Regions from separate parts of the Zea mays genome. Here all the other regions are linked to region 3. Evidence: chromatin contacts called from public Hi-C data. All regions are on one chromosome and are shown on one strand. The core of a region is the stretch at or near the end of the contact, and the rest is flanking DNA. Distances in the headings are between cores, read along the strand shown. Region 1 overlaps LOC100279320. Region 2 holds the start of LOC100280059. Region 3 holds the start of LOC103628951 (glycolipid transfer protein 2).

Region 1 (4,141 bases), core at 1,180-3,679, 150 kb after region 3:
TGCTGATGTTTGATGTTTCACACTTTACCTTTCAGCAAATCTGCAAATGTACTGGGTGTTTTAGGAAAAGTTGCGGGTGAAGCACTGGACCTCACTGGGTTTTACTACAGCGGAAAGCCAAAAGTCCAGAAAAAAAGGTTAATTCAGCTTAGTCGAACTAGCACTGCAAGGTAAACATGCAATCTAGAAAGAATGCATAGCTTACAACAAATAGGACCATTGTATCCTACAGATTTTTATCCGAGAATTGAGATATCAAATACAAGGAGCAATTTCATATGGTTAATCATCTGTGAATACCACACTAGCAACTAGGGATACTACCAATACTAAATGTAGGCAATGCTTTCTTTCTGTGCAGGGATGGCTCCCTTGATATAAGGGCCAGTTCTGGAGATCTTTCAAGGCTCAGGGATGGCTCCCTTGATATAAGGGCCAGTTCTGGAGATCTTTCAAGGCTCTCTAGTAATGCTGAGGCACTTAGTTCTACAGGCTTTCAAGATATGAGAAATCAGGCTAACAAACAAGAGTTTCTTGGTGATACTCCCTGTTACCAAACTGGAGTGCTCCGTACAAATTGCATAGATTGCCTGGATCGCACAAATGTTGCTCAGTATGCATATGGCCTTGCTGCTTTGGGGAGGCAACTTCATGCAATGGGACTGACAGATGTTTTAAAAATCCACCCTGATAGCAGCATTGCTTCTGCTTTGATGGAAATGTACCAGAGCATGGGTGATGCACTTGCTCATCAGTATGGAGGATCTGCGGCACATAACACGGTCAGTAAATATTCTTTAGCACATATTAAATAAAGAGTAGCTGCCAGTCATTTGTAATGCCCATAGGATCCAAATTCCAGAAGTCATTTTCTTTTCGGTTTTGGGGTTTAGAACTTCAGATAAGAGAGCTATCTGCTATCGCCTCTTTGGCTGTTCCCTGGTTTCAGACATCCAGTACTGTCCAATGAACACAATTTCAGGTTTTCCCTGAGAGGCAAGGGAAATGGAAGGCTACTACTCAGTCTCGGGAGTTCCTGAAATCAATTAAACGGTATTACAGTAATGCCTACACTGATGGTGAGAAGCAGGATGCTATAAATCTGTAAGTCTATCGTGTTGCTTTTATCATAATAGATGTACTGTATTAAACATATAAGGTAGTGAGTGAACCAGCTCTTGAGTTGTCTAGTGCCATGGGTGCAATCAGATTTCTGGGGTACTAATTCTTAGTTTGGTGGTACTATCAGATTTCTGGGGTATTTTCAACCACAAGAAGGAAAACCAGCTCTTTGGGAGCTGGATACTGATTACTATCTTCATGTGACGACAGCTGGGGATGATCTTATGTCTGATAGCTACCACTTGAGGCAAGTTTTAGTGGTTCTTTGCTTCACTTGTTATGATACAATGATTTTCATACCCTTAACAAGATGGTAACTCACAGTTCTGCACCTGGAAATAATGTGTTCGTGGGGTCTGGAGCTGCATTGAACCCTGGGACCATATTGAGCCCTGTCCCAGCATGCAAAGAGGATTTCTCACGGAAGAAGCTTACTTCGTTCGACAAACTTATAGAAAGAACATGTAGTTCTATAAGGAATGTAAGGCTTCATTGTGACGCTGATCTAAAGCCAAGTGGAGGTGTTGGAACTTCTGGAATGGCACCAGATGCAGCGTACGCGGTTTACCCCCTCGTCACATATGGTTCTTGGTTGAATTTATTTTTTGTGATGTTGTTCTGACAGGATCCATTTATGGTTCAGTGAGATACAGCTTAAAAGCCCCAACTGGTTGTTTGGTCAAAGGAAGCATACGGAGACAATTTCAACCGCAAGAGTTGCCCCGGTTGAAAACGTGAACGAGGGGAACAGAGACGAGTCAAATGTGTCTCTTTGTGGGGAACTAATTTGGCTATCCTCCTCAGTTGAATCATGCGAGGAGGACATTTTCAGAAGGTGACTCCATAAAATTTGCTACTATAGCTCTTTAAAAAAAAATGGCTCCTTTGTAGATGATTTTAGAAATTCCGTTTTCTTTGCGATATGATGCAGGTACCTTGCATTCACGACAGCGGATGTAGAGAATGGCTGGTATGGCGGAACACTGCTATATGACCGAGATGAAAACAGCGGGGCTTACAGGCACTATTCTGAGCTCTGCCAGGTAAGCGCCTCCATGGCTGTCATCTTGGTTCTGAATACAGGAGTTTCATAAACTTATGTATGTGGTAATGCAGGGAGCTGTCATGGATCCCTTTGAGCATGACCCTGAGAAAGAGCGGCACTACGCGGAGGCCCTTAGCGTGGATCTCGGCGATGCACGGGTGGAGGCCGAAATGCAGGCCGCGCTGGATGACTACCAGGTCATAGGGTCGGACCTGAGCATCATCCCTTCGTGCGGAGCACTCGCAGAGGACCCGAGCCAGCTGACGAGGTGGATCATTGGAGATGAGAGGCTGCTTGTGGGTGCTGCTGCGCAGTAGACCGGTGGGGTTCTGTCTTCTACTCTTCTGTGGAAGGTTGTACAGAGCAACAGATTGCCATTCACCGACCCAGCCTTTGTGTTTTATAGATACTTCCCTGAAACAATTACTCCATGTATTTAGCAGCAGGTGTTTTATAGACACTTCCCTGAAACAATTACTCCAACACGTGCATGCAATTTATTGTTGTGCAGCAGGTGGTATTGCTGCTGGGATTAGCTTTGGCAATAATAGTTGATTGTTGTGCAGCAGGTGTTTGATTTCATTCATCTATAAATAACCAAAGCCAGCTGGGCGAGACGATCTTTCTCAGTCGATCGCACAGCAAGTGAAGGCTTTGTGTACTATACAACACATATGGAATCAACCATAACAATCAATCTGATACACACGGTAATTTACATCCCCCATCGATCCAACCACCCAAGCTAGCTAGTCCATCCCAAAAAGCCTTGAATTCAGTTGCATCCATCCATGTTTTGTATCTTACAGCAAGAACGAAGACGTGTACCACCAAAAGACTAAGGGCATGTACAGTGGTGTTTAATGTGGGGGCTCTTAAGGTGTTTTAGGGGGTTATTTGCAAAAAAATCTTAGAGCCGTCTCTCCGTGAAGAGACGCCTCTGGCTCGTAAACCAAGTAACAACAGACGCCTCACTTCCCACTGTACGAATTTGTCGTCTGTTCTATCGATCTGATGCTATACAAATACATTTAATTCTGTATTTATTAATAGACTACGTTTATAGACACTCCATTGTACAATATAGTCTCTTAGTTGTCTCCTGTGCTTGGAGAACCGTTTTGGTGTCTCTCCACTGTACATGCCCTAATACCAACTGAGGTCCAGGTCAGCTTGTGGCGATAGAAAAGGAGAACCGGAGAGTCCCAGGCCAATCCGCGTGCTTGTGTTGTCTCTTTGCCTAGTCAGGAACAGAAGTAATTCTTGGGTTGGGTGTGCTTGTGGTCATCACCTGTATCTATCTCTTGCCTGCTACAAACGGAGCATAAAGCCTGCCTGATGGTCATTATGTCAGGAGAGTTATCTCGCAATTTAGCCTGCTATTAGACCTGCATGCATGGTGAAGTGTTCGAGATCGTTAGTGATAGATAGAGTCTGCCTGTTTCAACAAGAATCACAACAATCTACCATTTCTATATGATCACCCTCATCTCAGTTCTCAACAAACATATGTATATATTGATGGAATAAGTCTTAAGCATCTAGAGGACAGCATTCACTTTTTGACTGTCCTTTGTACTCTCTTTAGCATCTAAAGGACATTAGTCGCTTTTTGACTGTCCTCTATAGTCTCTTTAGCATCTAGAGGACAACAGTCGCTTTTTAACTGTCCTCTGTAGTCTCTTTAGCATCTAAAGGACTGCAGTCGCTTTTTGACTGTCCTCTGTAATCTCTTTAGCATCTAGAGGATATCAGTCGCTTTTTGACTGCCCTCTATAGTCTCTTTAGCATCTAGAGAACAATCCTGTTGTGTAGTGTGTGTGAGAAGGTGTGGTAGTGCAGCCTCTAGGGCTATAAATATGTGTCTCCAACTCTTAGATGGGTATGACATTGTGTAGTGTTTGAGGAAATAAACAGAAAATTGCCCCAACTCATAGTGTCATCCTCTTGATAAGAGTTAGAGTCCCTCTACTT
Region 2 (4,018 bases), core at 1,241-3,740, 190 kb after region 3:
TATGCATCTGAATTCAAAGAAAAAGAACACAATAAACTTTTAGGATGGTGTGATTGATAATATACCTAAACATGTTACTTAAAGCACAGACTAATATACCTTTATACGAGACATATGGTCGTGACCCATTACTGTTGTGTGTTTTTCTGCAGAAGTTCAAATATAAAACTATGAAATAATGAAACAGAGATATAATATCAGCAGCAGTAGATATATGACCGGTTATGGAGAATGCCAGGATCCAAATAAGGCTCCCAAACCCAAACATAGACCCGAATGGAGGGTAAATGGATATGTTTAAACAGACAAAAGGATAGTTTGATGATCAAGTAATTTGTGAAATAGCACAATTTGGGTGTTTGAGAATCGGGTTAAACTGGCCATGTTAATCACTAAGATTGGTTGCTCTAAGTACAATACATATGGAGAAGGAAAACTGTATTATTTGCAGACCACAATTCTCAGCTTTATTGTTGTATATATGAAAACTTTATCGCATATCACCACTAGCTAACCTCTTTGTTCTTGGCTACCAATCTGTAACATGGAAAAACCATTTGAATGAGGTATCTGGTTCTTATATTGCAAACAATTAGAGATTCATTACTGCACTCCAGTCGCTTCTGATCATAACCAAAAGTTGGTGTCAGTACTGTTAGCTCCAAGCCATTCTTCAACATATACTGCATGAGAGATTAACAGTAGTTTCAGGTTTTCAGCAGCAAATAGGTATAATAGACCAAACAAACCATATTGTAATAAACTATTTGGTTATTAAATACAGTAAACATAAGTTCACACTTTTAAAAACATCTTCCATAGACTCAATTAGTACAACAAGTGAAACAGGACATAAAACATGGAAGAAGAAAAAAACAGAGGCAAGAGGTCATAAGCAACATTCTCCCATGGTTTCCCTTCGCTATCAGTATTTAGAATAACTGTAGCTATCACCAAATATTATGAGTAAAGTGACAATGAAGAACAAAAAGTACTGAATAACGCAAAAAAATCGCTCCTCAAATGTGGAAAAGTAACGTAAGTCAATCCAATTAGCTAACAACGATAAACTTGACAGCATGTACAGGCACACTCAGTAAGTGGCATTGGTTACTTTAGCCAGATGATAAAATTCAACCTGACAAAATAGTAGGACAGAATAGAGGAAAATGTAAAAAGAACTAATGCAGATGTATGACCTAATGGTGTAATGTCTCAGAGATATAAACTAATGGTGAAGTTCCAATTTGTAGTCCCTAATCGAACAATGAACCATCTCACATATTTGATCAAAGGATAAAGGGCCAGGCAACCAGCAAAACCACAAGAAATACGTTACGAGCGCTGACTAGGTGCTCCCTCTTGCCCTTGGGGCGAGAGGAACATAGGTGGCATAAAACAATCAAGCAAAATGTTTTAGCCAGAATACAGCTACTCGAATCACTCAAGTCAAAAGACAATTATACTTATATGGCTACTGGTATGAAGGAAAGGAGCTGCAAAGTATCTGACTGATATTTTTTATATTTCAAAGGATGGCTAGTCGTGTGTGGTGCTTAATCAAGAAAAAAGGCGCCGGCTTCTTCATGATTTTCTGGCTGAACGGTCTGCAGAATATGCAACGCAATAAACAGGTAGCTCTGCATTGTAAGGTCGTATATGTAGTTCAGAGTGAGACACAATGGTTCTGTCTCCCAACGACCTGTATTTTATTTTTGAAACTAATGTTCAACCTCAAAAACATGAATTCATTCATTACTTAATTTATATATGCTACACAAGTGGGGACAGATGATGTGCAGCAAAGAAACATTGGACAGATGATGTGAGGTTCAGAGGCAACAGGTGCACCTACTGTTGTGTCCATGAACAAATAACATACTGTAGTAGATTTTAAGTGGCAAATTACTGAGAGCGGTAGGGGGAGCATAACGTGCATCACGAGTGAAACTAACAGTGAGCATTTCTCCCACTTAAATCGAATTTGGTAACGATAACGTACATATATACATAAAAATAGCACAGCCGGTGGTCACTTTGCCATGCCGAGGCTGTACGATTACTGATTAGAACAACAAGGCCTTGAAAACATATGGCGAGCGCTAGCTCCAGGAGCGACGATCGGCGCGGTTAATCGCGCGATCAGCCTCAACTGACTGATCCGCCGAATCAGGGGCACGCAGCGGACACGGTAGTGCATACCCCGGTAATTTTTGCATCAACAACAAAAGAAAAAAAATATATAAAGCAAATCAGTAGGCATAATACACGAGCGTACAGGCTCTTGATTAGATCAGATCCAGCTAGGGTTTAGGTGGCCGGTTCCGCTAACGCACGGCAGGGAGTGAAAGGGAAGAGACGGGGTGGGGCGGGCAAGCGTACATGTAGTGGGCGTGGGGGTGGTCGTCGCCGGCGAAGTCCTCGGCAGCGGCGGTCGACCGGCCGTCGCCACGAGGGACAGGGGTCCCCGATGAGACAGAGGAGGAAATGCAGGAAGGGAAGAGAATGCAGAAGCAATTTGGCACTAGTATAGTATAGGAGAGTATTTTTTTTTAGCAGAAAGAGGAGAGGTGAGGGGGGACGGGACGGGGGAGAAGGGGAGGCCAGGGTGGGCAGCACACCTTTGGCTTTGAGAAGTAAAGTTGCGGGCATAATACAAGGGAACAGTAGATCGCCGCTGCTCCTTCGATTCGAATCCCCACCCCGTTCCTTCCGCCGCAAGCGCAGCCGCTGCCGCCACCGCCGCGCGTGCTCCAGCCTCCGGCTCACCGCCGATGGGCTCCACGTGCCTGTAGTGCGGCGAGGGCGCGGTGGTGGCGGATCCGGACTCGGACGCGGTCGTTTGCACTTGCACCTCGTGCGTGCGGCGTCATCCAGGACGGCGGCGGCGCGGAGTTCGTCCACCAGTCAACTTCCAACGATGCAAAAAAAAAAAAAAAAAAAACAGCAAGAGGATATGTTCGTGAATGATGGGATATTGCTCATTTTGAGTGCAACTAGGCAATACCTAATATTCAATCAGATCTTATGTGTAAATATGCTTATAGCCGTTTGCTTCTCCTTGTAGTCTGGCTGCATGAGCCAGGACGGCGAGATCTTATGTGTAAATGTGCAAGCGAGTCTCTTATAGCCTGTTTGCTTCTCTCTGTAGTCTGGCTGCATGAGCCAGGACTGCGGGAATCTGGCTCCAGGGATACGACCAATTTGCTCGCGTCTATAGAGCCTGGTCTAGAGTGCTTTAAGTACCGTGCGAGTCTGGTTTCACTCTATACGTAGGTAACCAAACATACACCTCGCACGCGTAGAGCCTGGTTAACAACAACCAAACACCAGCTCATTACATCCCATCATGTAAGCACCAGCAAATACATGCAGCCAAACACATAGTTAAGGGTTGTTTGGTTCTATATCTATGGTGCCAAAACTTGCCACGCAATTTTACGCCACACTTGACTAATGTGACTAAGGTTAGGCGTTCAAATTCTACGCCACAATTTGCCATGTCTAAAAGAATCTTGCCATACTTTTACCAGTCATTGACGAGTAAGATCTATGTAGCAGGAAAAAAATGTTGCTACAACTATGGTTTCAAACCAAACACATGACCAATTTGATCAAATTTGGCTAAATTTAGATGTGACAAATCGTGGCAAGTTAGACAGTAAATTAAACAATCCTTAGTTTGTTAGATCATGATCTAATTTGTAGACATGACCGTGATTTACTAGAGAGTTTCCATAAATCTACACGAGGTAGTCAAATAGACTTTTGTGGATATTTGTATGCATACTTTTTGTAGAGCGTTGCTATACATGACTTTATTGATAGACTCAAATACAAGTAAGGCCGTCTAGTAGTCTATGATTTATTAGTTTAAAATAAGGACAACAACAACAACGGTAGATTAACGTTGTTCGTACACTCATACTCCATTCGTATGGATGAGTGGTACACGAAGGACTTCTCTTTTTTTAAGTTACATGAACTTTTCCTTCCAAGTAAAAAATCGGCAGAAACC
Region 3 (3,993 bases), core at 26-2,525:
TGTCAGTTTACTCTGATTTTTCAGAAAGAGAGAGATATATAGTGGAGAGAGTAGCACACGAAAAAGCAACAGCCAATGGAATATGTTGCTTTTTACAAAACTTTGTATCTTCTCAATGTACTGTTCTAGGAAATTTTACTAAAGACTTCCACTACAGAAAAAAAAGGTTTAATAACAAGCCCTATGATGTCTGAAAAAGAAATCATTTGGGAAGCGCTATGGCACTACATCACTGATCACTGCCTGTCAGGCTAAAAGAAATATATCAGCACATGTCCAATTTGGTGGCATCATGATCCATGACAGAAAAAGGTTAAATGCCTCTTGGCCACTTATTTAGTTGAGGTATCCATTCCCTCCAAGAATCCAACAGGGCACAAAGTGTGTGTGCAAATTGTCACATCCCATATATGACAACACGTTGAGGAATGCTAAACCTGACCCACAACACCTGCACACAGAACCTGCATACAGAAACAACCATTTTTTTCCCCTTTGCTCAATGCAAAGCAAGATTCAGAATAATAACATCACATCTACTGAAAAGTCCCCTCAGAAGAACATACTGTATATGAACAAAACAAGGTAAAACAATTGATGGTTATTGATCAGAACACTAGACCTGCTGAAAGTCTGAAACTACCTGACAATCGATCGAAATAACCCAGACTGAAAATGGTCGCTAGACCTCCTTATTACAAATCAAAGCCGGGCAACCGGATCTTTCAAAAAAATAATAACTGGACTGAAAATGGAGCTGTTTTTCAGTACAGAACTTGCATATGTATGACAGAGCATAATGAGTTACGAACCAAGGACATGGATGAGCTGCTTGGAGACATAGAGGAGGTCCATTGTGGATGACTTGTGCTGCTCCTGCACTTTCACCTGCTGAACCTGCACCTCCTCCTCCTCCTCCGCCCCATCTCTTGAACCGCACAAACGGAGCTCCTCCATGGCCAGTCTCAGCTCAGACTTGCCCTTCTCCATCTCCTTCCGTTTCCTCTCCATCTATCCTCCTACCACTACCTTTCCTTATCACCTGAACCACCCCGAGCCTCAGCTAATCCACTACTTATACACACGGAAGCAAGCTCATTTGCTGGCATTTCTTGGGACAAATGATGGGGTCAACTTCTAGTTTCTGTCCTTTTCTTCTTTTCTTTCCTTTTCTTTAAAAAATAAACAGCGGCGTCTTGTGTTGTTCATCGCATCCCTCTCTGTGTCAAGTCAGAACAGCCAACTGGGAATTATTGAGAGTAAAAAACGGGTGGTGCCTCCTGTCCTTACTCGGCCGGGAGAGATGATTTTAATTGCCAGATGCAGTTGGCCTGGATGGACTTGTTTATTCACATTCACACATTGCTGTGTGTACTTGTTATACTAATATAATCCCTTTTCTATATGCATGATTGTTGGTGAAAGCTTTCGCGGCAACCTACGCCCAAACTCCAACCAGTGAAAAATACAGATTGTTTTCTGAACCAAGAAAAAAAATATACAGATTCTTGAAGGTAAAGCCGTACGTTTATTCTTGGACTTCTCTACATAACTGGATTTTGTTTATTGCACTGACAGTGGGCTTAAACAAGTCTCATGATAAGTCCCGGCCCGTTGCTTGTTTTGTAATGATCCTTGTAGCAATCAGTTTAAATACAGATTCTTTCCTGCAGTTTAAATACAGCTCCAGCGGATAATGCTGCATGCATGTATGCTTGTTTTCTGGTGCAGCGATGCATAGCCATCGTACATTTTGTCTTGTCAATAATTGGCAACTTGGAACCAAACAACTGAAGCTGGGTATTGCTGGCCAGTTCTTTCTTCCAGAGCCTTGCGATTGCGATGTTGGCCCTTGTCTTTTCTAACACCCTTTCCTGCCCAAGCTAACCCACGGCCAGATCCATGCGTGCATCACAGGAAAAAAAAACGAAGTGTTCCTGATGTCAGGAGTTTATGTATGTAAAAAAATGTACCCTGATAGTTACATTTGACACTTGGAATTGGATCCATCAGGATTCAGTGGGCTAAGCTACTACTGCGACGGCTGACTGAACTATCTTGTTCGGCTGCCCGCAGCTGCAATCCATAGAAACAAAATATTGTAGAAGCCGCAACCGGGTTAAAGCCGTATCGCGAAGTCGGACAGATTCTTCCATCTCTCTTCTCATCTCTATGCTCAAATATTTGTATTTCTGTTGTGGTATAACAGAAAGGGGGTTTCCTTTTCTCTTAGCTGAACGACATCGTCATGACAGTATGTGAGACCACGACTTGTGAAAGATTAAAACCTTAGCTTACTACCAAAATATAAAATGTTAATTGAGGGAGTGTGCATGGCAAAGGAAATCCGCAGGTAAAGTACGTACGCAGGTGAACCCAACCCACAGAATCTGCTCCCCAGGGCAGATTGGCCACACATTGCCCGAAGCAAAGTCAAGCAACACTAGCTAGCTAGGACTGTAATTAATTAAATTGGGGAAAAAACTGTGGTTTTGCCATCTGTCATGGAGAGTGTGTGTGTATATATATATACCAGCAATGCATGAGAATTCGAAGAAGATTATCAATGAGACATACAGTAGTATATGCTCTCGCTGGGTGCCTCCCTGCACGGCACCTTCTCTGTGATTTGAAACCAGTGGCAGCCGACATCACAACAGCTCTAGAATAGTACAAGATGTGCATCACATCACATCACCTCATCAAGTTTACATGTGGCCTATGAGATGAGATGAGAGCTTGGCTGCGTTGCTTCCCAACGTACGAGAGCGGTTGCATTGACTTGGGATCTACTCCATATGTCTTAAAAAAATACTAGTACTCTTACTAGCTAAGCATTGCTGTGATAAGATCGCAGGAAAGAGATGCAGCACAGTTTCTGCTGTTTGCAGTTTTCAATGTTGTCAGTACATATCGACGAATCATGTTTATTACAAAACGGTGACGATGTGTGGGTCGGCCAATAGTGTTAGGACCGGTGTCCTGGCAGCAGCTGCATTTTTTTAACAGTGGAGGTGGCTACTGATACAAATAGTACATCTATATTATGAGGAGCGTTCTAGAACCAAATATATATAAGTACACCAGATTACAAATATATAAGGGAAAAATATAAATATGGACATATATCACTAACACCCGGGTCAAACTCACGGTGGATCAAGAACGTTGAGTTTAATTTGGAGAGATAAATCCGATGCTGAGCATGGGTCTGTGCCTTGGTGCAAAAATCTGCCAGCTGAAGCTCTGACGGTACGTACCAAAGAGAAACAACACCATCATGTATATGTGCTCGTGTATAATGAGCGTCAACACCAATATGCTCGGTAAGCTCATGCTTTACCGGATCACGAGCAACACTAATAGCACATTTACTGTCATACAAAAGAGGAATCGGCATACAAATAGAGACATCAAAATCCTCAAGCAACCACTGGAACCAAGTAACCTCAGCAGTCACAAGAGCCATAACACGTAACTCAGCCTCTGCACTCGAACGAGAAACTGCTACCTGTTCCCTAGTATTCCAAGCAATGAGGGAATCACCAAGAAAAACACAATAGGCAGAAAGAGAACGACTGTCAGAGGAATCGCTAGGCCAAGTAGCGTCACAATATGCTTGGAGCTGTAAAGAGTTGGATCGAGGAAAGAACAAACGGCGAGAGATAGTCCCACGAAGATAACGTAATACCCAGAGCAAGTGACTGTAGTGAAGCTGAGTGGGGGTGGAAACAAACTGACTAAGAATATGTACAGAGTATGAGATATCAGAACGAGTAACACCAAGGTAAACAAGACTCTCAACAATGTGACAATAACGAGTAGGATCCTCATGAGGTTCACCATCCGTAGCACGAAGATGAACATTGAGTTCCATTGGAGTGTCAATTGTCCGCTGATCAGTAAGAGAGGCCCGATCAAGAAGATCTAGAATGTACTTCTCTTGAGTCAGATAAAAACACTCAGATGAAGAGGAAAACTCTATCCCAAGAA

Evidence for each region. Hi-C and Micro-C count contacts between places; a contact is called where the count stands out from the background.
Region 1: a Hi-C map of ear shows a contact between it and region 3, with 1.8 times the contacts expected there. The contact joins the enhancer-like site here to the promoter of LOC103628951 in region 3. A contact is called at or near these places in 3 of 25 Hi-C or Micro-C datasets (ear, leaf and leaf mesophyll).
Region 2: a contact with region 3 is called in a Hi-C map of leaf, with 6 times the contacts expected there. The contact joins the promoter of LOC100280059 here to the promoter of LOC103628951 in region 3. A contact is called at or near these places in 2 of 25 Hi-C or Micro-C datasets (ear and leaf).

The regions. Positions count from the first base shown.
Region 1 is chr6:7,647,537-7,651,677 of Zm-B73-REFERENCE-NAM-5.0, forward strand. It overlaps LOC100279320, which reads left to right. Exons shown (of 16, transcript NM_001152341.1): 9 at 36-170; 10 at 362-782; 11 at 983-1,104; 12 at 1,250-1,369; 13 at 1,447-1,677; 14 at 1,766-1,957; 15 at 2,054-2,165; 16 at 2,239-2,731. The coding sequence ends at 2,484. Among protein-coding and RNA genes, the nearest start is that of LOC100279320, 6.4 kb to the left of the region's middle. Within about 2 kb of position 2,430, at least 10 of the 20 cell types and tissues checked have an H3K27ac peak or open chromatin away from gene starts, as enhancers often do. A contact at or near this core is called in ear, where this site is marked.
Region 2 is chr6:7,691,087-7,695,104 of Zm-B73-REFERENCE-NAM-5.0, forward strand. It overlaps LOC100280059, which reads right to left and starts at 2,491. Exons shown (of 5, transcript NM_001152999.1): 1 at 2,383-2,491; 2 at 516-683; 3 at 100-146; 4 at 1-7. The coding sequence starts at 546.
Region 3 is chr6:7,499,619-7,503,611 of Zm-B73-REFERENCE-NAM-5.0, forward strand. LOC103628951 (glycolipid transfer protein 2) reads right to left here and starts at 1,276. Exons shown (of 5, transcript XM_008650138.3): 1 at 813-1,276. The coding sequence starts at 1,011.